Regions from separate parts of the Zea mays genome. Here region 2 is linked to region 1. A link is a contact called in public Hi-C data. All regions are on one chromosome and are shown on one strand. Each heading gives the region's core, a stretch centred on a gene start, on an enhancer-like site or on the middle of the called end of the contact. The rest is flanking DNA. Distances are from core to core; before and after follow the strand shown. Region 1 has its middle 22 kb from the start of LOC100193101. Region 2 has its middle 70 kb from the start of LOC109945164.

Region 1 (3,953 bases), core at 1,403-3,902:
GAGCGACACACTGTTCGCGAGGAGAGTCGGTCTGGTGATCCCATGAAAATGACACGAGATCTGGAATCGGCTCAACGAGAGGAAGATATGTATATATTATCATGGTTTTCGAAATATTTCAGTTTTCAAAAATACTTGATTTTAGGGATTAAAATAATATCAGAAAAGGCTGAAATTCATATTTAGTACTCGAAAAACGTTCCGAAGGTTCCAAAATTTCCCATGACATCCTCCAGATAATTTTACATATTTCAACTTTTCGCACTCATAACCACTATGCAATGGCATGAATGCAACAATCGAAGCTTCTCTAGGATTTTATTTTGCTACGCTAAAAACTTATATATATATATATAGTAAAATAACTCTCCATTATTTAGAAAAAAGAGAAGAGAAGTAATTAAAGGAGAGGGTAACACCTGAATTTGGTGGATATCAAAAAAGAAATTTGATACCCCAAATTTAGGATGTCACAGTATGACTCAGCTTTTATTAGGGAATCAAGTGTTTCAGTGCCTGGTGATCTCACTATGAGGGAGTTGTTGGCTGCTCGATAGAGTTACTCCAAGTTGTTATCAGTGACGGTCCTGATATTTTAGAGGCTCGGGACAAAACTTATATGAGAGGCTCTTTATAATTATTACACTTAGATATAATGTGTATATATTATCAATAAATATTTATGTATATCTGAAAAAGGTATTAATATTAAATAAAAAGTAATTAAAATATAGCCAAACATCTCGCATAAAAATGCCACATATATATGTGTCCAAATAACTCAAAAGAAGGTTACCTCGAACATTGATTAATGGATGCACGTTGTTAAATTAGTCGATCAGGTCTTTAGTTTCGTTTTCACCGTGTAGAGCAGGACGAAAGCATCACCGTACCGATGCTCGTGCGCTCGCTACCAAGAGGATAGGGCATGACCGTCTGTCTGTCTGCGACTATGCGAGAGATAGAAATGAAACGGCAAACATTGTTGTCTCACTACACACTGAGAGACTAGGCGGCTGGGCCTGAGACTACGAAGTCAAGATTAATGGGCTACAATGAATTATCCTTGCTTGTTGCTGCTGTGTTGTTGAATTATAATTAGACCTTTAAAAAATTCTATAGAGCCAATATATAGATCTATACACAATATGTTATATACTTGTATATATGTACTGGTTTTTAGTACCTAGGGTGATTTTCAGTATCTAGGGTGAGGCCCCGTTAATATGGGGGCCCTGGTCGGGGGCACTGCTCGACCCCCACCAGGGCCGGCGCTGGTTGTTATTAGGGATAAAAACGGACGGAAACGAACGGAAAAACCTCTCTCCCGTTTCCGTATCCGCCTTTTATCATCGGAAACGGGATCGGGTCTGAAATAGTCGGGAACGGAAACGGGAGCGGGATAAACGGAATTGCGAAAACGAATGAAAACGGAAATACTAACGGAAACTCATAATTTAATACAAATAGAAATGTTATTGATGTTTGACTAGTGATTGATTGGCAGAACAATAACATAAAACGAATAGATATAGAGAGACAACATTCTATTGTTGTTTGGTTGCTAAATGTGTACATTTAGCTACATCCGATGTTGTTTAAGACTTTAGATCACTTGTCATTTGAAAAGAGCCGGTGGTTACAATGGTCAATTGTGCTATAATTTGTCACCTAAATACACGAGGATTTAGTTTATATACTAATGCATATTAGGCTCGTCCCATATTTGTCAAATACGGAATAAATACGGGTTCAATCCGGAAAAAAACGGGATCTCGTAAAAACGGACGGAATAAGTCATCTCTCATTTCCGTCCCGTTTTCATATTTTTCCATAAATACGGAAACGGTCGAGTCAAATGTAGAAAACGGTACGGGTCGGGACGGGATTTTTTCCGTCCGTTTTCAACCCTGGTTGTTATAGGAAAGGTTGGCCACTGTTAAGAACCATATGAAACTACAAGTTGATAAACATCGAACTAATCGTGTATGATTCAGTTCTTTTGAAACAACAACCATATGTTTAGAGCTTGGAAGTCAATCGACGCTGTCTGAAGTTGGCATTCAGATACTTTGGACCATTTACAATATTGTAGCATATCGGTTCAGTGGCCTATAAGTTGGATTTGCCAACAACTACATTGATTCACTCAATATTCCATGTTTCCTGTTAAAACCATTCACTCCTAGTTCTACTCTGATTTATCTGGTTTGTCTCATATGGTTGATTTATCTAGAGTGGACGTGAGACCGGTTCAAATACCGGAGCGTCGCCTCATTTGTAAAGGCGGTCATCTAGTGGTGCAGGTCAAGGTTACTTGGTCTCATTTATCTCCAACTGATTCTACTTGAGAATTCTATGAGGCATTGAGGACGATATTTTCGGATGCTCTTGATTGGGGACAATCAAGTTCTGGTGCAGGGGGAGATCTTAGAGTTCATATGGCTAACTCTAACATAGCATATTCTTCATTGGGTGTTTAAGTCAAGGATGAGGTTGGCTAGAACAGATTGGGAGGGTGAAGGCGCCAAAAAAAACAACATTATGAAGTCCATACCTGAGTTCTTTGGCCCGGGGCGCGCTTACTAGCGGGTGGGTGCTCACATCAAGGGCTGGATGCGGCTCGGCCAGGGCCATGGCACGGCCTTGTGACCTCGCGCCGTCGCCTATCCAAGCGGACTCGCGCGTTCCGTGTCCTAGGAGGCAAAACAATTGGTGAGGTGAGCGAGGCCCTAAGTTTTATCTTAATAGCCCACGAGCCGTGATGACTCTGATCCAACTATGGGTATCCCGTGATCTCCGGATCCTATGTTTTACAAGTTAACGAGTGACATGACACTCTTGAGCGTCTGCTTCGGGTGTTAAGATTTATATCAAGGCTAGTTTAGGATTACGGTGGAAATAAACTAATTTCCCTTTCAATCCCAAGGATCGAGTTTCTAAACTAACCCTTATAGATCAAGGGTGGTTCAACGACCTATTCAGTCAATAACCATATTTTACCAAACTTTAATAGGCTGTTTATGACAATTTTTTGTTCACGCCACAGTTTTAAAACCCGCCTAACGTACTTGTTCTTCAGTAAAATCTTATCTACAAAGTTGTAGGTCAAACACTAGTTCTAACACTTTCAAGCTTTATCAATCGTACTATCGACCATGCTAATGACCATCCTCGGTTCTTATATATTGTGATTCTCCAGTATATAATCTTTATCGTTAGCCTACATCCACCTCATTGTCATATTATTTTTTTCCAGACTTAGTTGAAACGAAACATGGTATTTTATTAAAATAAATCATCCGAGTAATTAAGTAAATAAAAAATAAAAACACATAATTTATAAAAACAGTAAAAAATTACATAACTAAAACATAAAAATAAAAAATACATAATTTATAAATAAAAATACATGACTTAAACATAAAAATAAAAATGCATAAGTAAATTTTAATTTATAGACTAGATTTTAGAATTTTTGGACTTCAAATAGTAAAAAGAACTAGCTGACATGACAAACACATACAACAATAAGAACATGTCATATCACTAAAGACGACTGTTACGGAGCGAGTTAGATCGATACCAACTGAACCATATAATATAATGCAGCGGTCCGACTGTCCGAAGAGACAGATCCACAGACCTATCGAACCACGTGGAATCAGCCGTTACCAACATCCCCTGATTGAAACCAGCCTAACTGCACCAGACAACTACTTCCTCTGGTCCAGTTTATAAAATAAACACAAAACAAGATTCAAGCTTCTTAACATGTGACCAATAATTTGGTGAACAATTTCTAAATATTGTAACACACGGGATATAGTTAAATTCATGATCAGAATATAGTATCCAATAATCATAGCTTTATAATCATAGAATTTTAATATTTAATAAATAAACGGTCAACCTGTAATTTGGGTGACGTATTACGATGAACTACGTCTCAT
Region 2 (3,591 bases), core at 127-2,626, 220 kb after region 1:
CAAGTGAATAATTTTAGTCCAAATTTCATGGTTAAACAGAGTTACTAGTTGATAAACAATATTAAAACAAAATTAATGCCTCTGGAATGAATCAATTTGGAGCTAAAATGATTTAAATGTGATTTATATAAGTTTTGCAATTATTTTTATACTCAAAATCGATTTCTAAATCTATTTTCCTATTTTCTTTATTTTCTGGACTACGCACACGATTCCAGAGAAGTTTAGGGTTCTATTCATAAATTCTAGGGCTTATCCGCTACTGTTTTTGGGTTCTAGTGGATGGCAGACGAATTTTAAAAAAGTCGGAGCCCTTTTTGTGAAAAGTGAGCGGCGAAGCGGTATAGGCGAACCGGAGCCGATGGATCACCATCAAGCGGCCAGCGTTTCATCTGGGCGATTAAATGCCCGCATGCAAGCATGGTCGTCGATCGCGAGTTCTGTGAACATGATCTAATGACCACGGGAGGCCATGCGACCCTTCGATCTGAATCGAACGGACCACACCACCCCAGCTGATCCTATGCGCACAATCCAATTTCGAACACCAATCTAGGATCCAACGCTTAACAATATGCCTTCCCCCTTGTCCCCCTTGCTAGCGCGCAGCGGCTAGGAACCGGCGGAGCACAGCCACGGTGGCGCAACTCCGGCGACCACCGATTCCAAATTTCCAACGCACGAACTTCTACGTAACGGGCTCTAAACACAACGAAACAAGAGTAAACTTTGAAGGCCTTGTTCGTTTTCATCGGATTGCACCCGGAATCGTTTCACCTAATCAAAGTTTATATAAATCAGAGAATCAATCCGGTTAGGAATCGTTTCGACCTATCAATCCGGTAGAAACGAACAAGGCCGATGGGAGTTCCCTAACCGGAACGATGAAGCGCAGCCGTCCGACCATAGCTGGAGGTGAATCCGCGGCGCCTCCCAACACCAGCGAGAAATCCGGTTGGCGCAGGTGGTGCTCACACCAAATAGCACACTCCCACACGACCCGCACGCGCCAGTGAATAGCCAAGTGGTTTGTTGAGGGCTAGGCGATGGCGAGGGTATGGATTGCCCACGGCGGCACTTATTCCCTCCCACGGTGATGACAGGACGAAGGTTGGAACAGTCGGCAATTTAATCCAAGTAGCGCAACTCCGATCCGAATCATCCGGCACCAGGATTTTGAGTTTGACTTCATCCGACGGGGGTGCGGGCTTCGCGGCGTGGTGGTGACCATGGCTCCGTGGACTTCGGCGATTTCTGTTTCGCAGGGAGCGGCAGGCCGATAGCTACGATTCGGTGAGGGATGGCTCTGATGCCCCGGCCCCACATGACATTCGCAAACGCCCCTCCCCGTGCAACTGGCCAGCGGCCCTGCGGAGACAGCGTCGACGGCGTGAGTGGAGTTGGGCCATGCAGAAGTGAAAACGGGTATGGCGCGTGTACAGGAGGTGGGCCGAAATCCACATTGCGGCCCAGCACAGGTGATATCCCTTTTTCCATTGTTTATTTATTTTCCTTTATTTCGATTTTCAATTCTCAATTTGAATTTGAATTATTTTGTGGAAAATTTTGTACTTTAAATTCAATGTTCAATTTGAACACACCAGTATTGGAATAATTTTAGTTATATTTATTTTATACTATGTAGTATTTTCTCATTTTGCCCATTTCTAGGTTATCCTTCCCAAATCTCTAAATTGTAATTTTGGGTTAAATCCTAATTTGGACATTAGCACATCTTTATTAATCTTGCCAGTATTAGATGCACAAACATGAGAACTCGACATGATGCATGGAATTATGGATGTGCCTTATTTAATTCTTTAAATGTGATTATTCCCATGTAAAGATGAGTGGATGGCAAAACATGTAGCGAGATCAACTCTTTTATAAGTTTTATAATTTGGGTATTACAGTGGAGGAAATTCCGAACCCGCCGCCTGTACCTCCCACGTTGGGTGAGGCTATTGAGAGCACCTAGAAGGGGGGGTGAATAGGTGATCCTATAAAAATCAAATACTTGTAACCACAAAACTTGGTTAAGAGTTAGTGCAATAGGACCAAGTGGCTAAGGACCGAGCTTTTGTGAAACACAATGGTCACAAAGAAAATCAACACAAAAGACACGGTGATTTATCACGTGGTTCGGCCAAGTATAACACTTGCCTACTCCATGTTGTGGCATCCTAGTGGACGAGGGTTGCACTCAACCCCTTTCAAGTGATACAATGATCAACTTGAATACCACGGTGTTTTCCTTTCTTATACTTTCTCCCGTTTGCGAGGAATCTCCACAACTTGGAGCCTCTCGCCCTTACAATTAATGATCACAAAGAAGCACGGAAGTAAGGGAGGGAAGAACAACACACACAAGACTCAAAACAAGAGCACAATCACGCACACAAGCCACAACTTGAGCTCACAACACAACTCGAGGAGTTCTCTACTCAAATGGGGCTCAAGTCACTATCTCAAATAGTCGAATGCGCGAGAATGGAGTCTTGGTGCTTGGGAATGATCAAGGAATGCTTGTATTTCTCCTCCATGCGCCTAGGGGTCCCTTTTATAGCCCCAAGGCAGCTAGGAGTCGTTGGAAGCAATATTGGAAGGCCAAAGTTGCCTTCTGTCGGGTGGCGCACCGGACAGTCCAGTGTGCCATCGGACAACCACTGTTCATGTCCGGTGCCTGATTCTCTTCCAAATCGGGCGCAGCCGACCGTTGTAGATTGATGGCAGTTGGCGCACCGGACACTGTCCGGTGCACACCAGACAGTCCGGTGCCCCCTGCTGATCGTTGGAGCGAGCCACGCGTCGCCCGCGGATTTTGCGGCCGACCGTTGCGCTGGCGGCCGTTGGCTCACCGGACAGTCCGGTGCGCCACCGGACAGTCCGGTGAATTATAGTCGTATGCCGCCAAAAACTCCCGAGAGCAGCCAGTTCGCCGGAAGCCAGCCTGGCGCACCGGACACTGTCCGGTGCACCACCGGACAGTCCGGTGTGCCAGACTGAGCAGAGTCTTGGCTGCTTCGAGTCAAGTTCTGCTCTTCTTTCCTTTTCTCTGATCCTAGCACTTAGACAAATATATTAGTACACAAAAACCAACGTACTAAGTCTAGAATCATACCTTCTTGTTGATTTGCACTTCATTCATCATTTGGCATATAATAACCCACTTAATAGGTGTTGGACACTTAATCACCAAAATATACTAGAAATGGCCCAAGGGCACATTTCCCTTTCAATCTCCCCCTTTTTGGTGATTTATGCCAACACATCAAAAAGCAACAATTAGAAGTGCAACATCAATGCAATTGAGAACAAAAATAGTCTTTGACAGGATTTGACATATTTGGATCGTTCTTTGCCACCACTTGGTTTGTGATAGTCGCCTAGAGGGGGGGTGAATAGGGCGAAACTGAAATTTACAAATATAAACACAACTACAAGCCGGGGTTAGCGTTAGTAACAATAAATGAGTCCGCAAGAGAGGGCACAAAACAAATCCCAAGCGAATAAGCAAATGAGACACGGAGATTTGTTTTACCGAGGTTCGGTTCTTGCAAACCTACTCCCCGTTGAGGAGGCCACAAAGGC

Evidence for each region. A called contact is a pair of places that touch in the nucleus more often than the background predicts.
Region 2: a Hi-C map of tassel shows a contact between it and region 1, with 2.2 times the contacts expected there. The contact joins two enhancer-like sites. A contact is called at or near these places in 2 of 25 Hi-C or Micro-C datasets (ear and tassel).

Annotation. Positions count from the first base shown.
Region 1 is chr3:68,611,024-68,614,976 of Zm-B73-REFERENCE-NAM-5.0, forward strand. No RefSeq gene overlaps it. Among protein-coding and RNA genes, the nearest start is that of LOC100193101, 22 kb to the right of the region's middle. Within about 2 kb of position 2,653, at least 10 of the 20 cell types and tissues checked have an H3K27ac peak or open chromatin away from gene starts, as enhancers often do. A contact at or near this core is called in ear and tassel, where this site is marked.
Region 2 is chr3:68,827,440-68,831,030 of Zm-B73-REFERENCE-NAM-5.0, forward strand. No RefSeq gene overlaps it. Among protein-coding and RNA genes, the nearest start is that of LOC109945164, 70 kb to the left of the region's middle. Within about 2 kb of position 1,377, at least 18 of the 20 cell types and tissues checked have an H3K27ac peak or open chromatin away from gene starts, as enhancers often do. A contact at or near this core is called in ear and tassel, where this site is marked.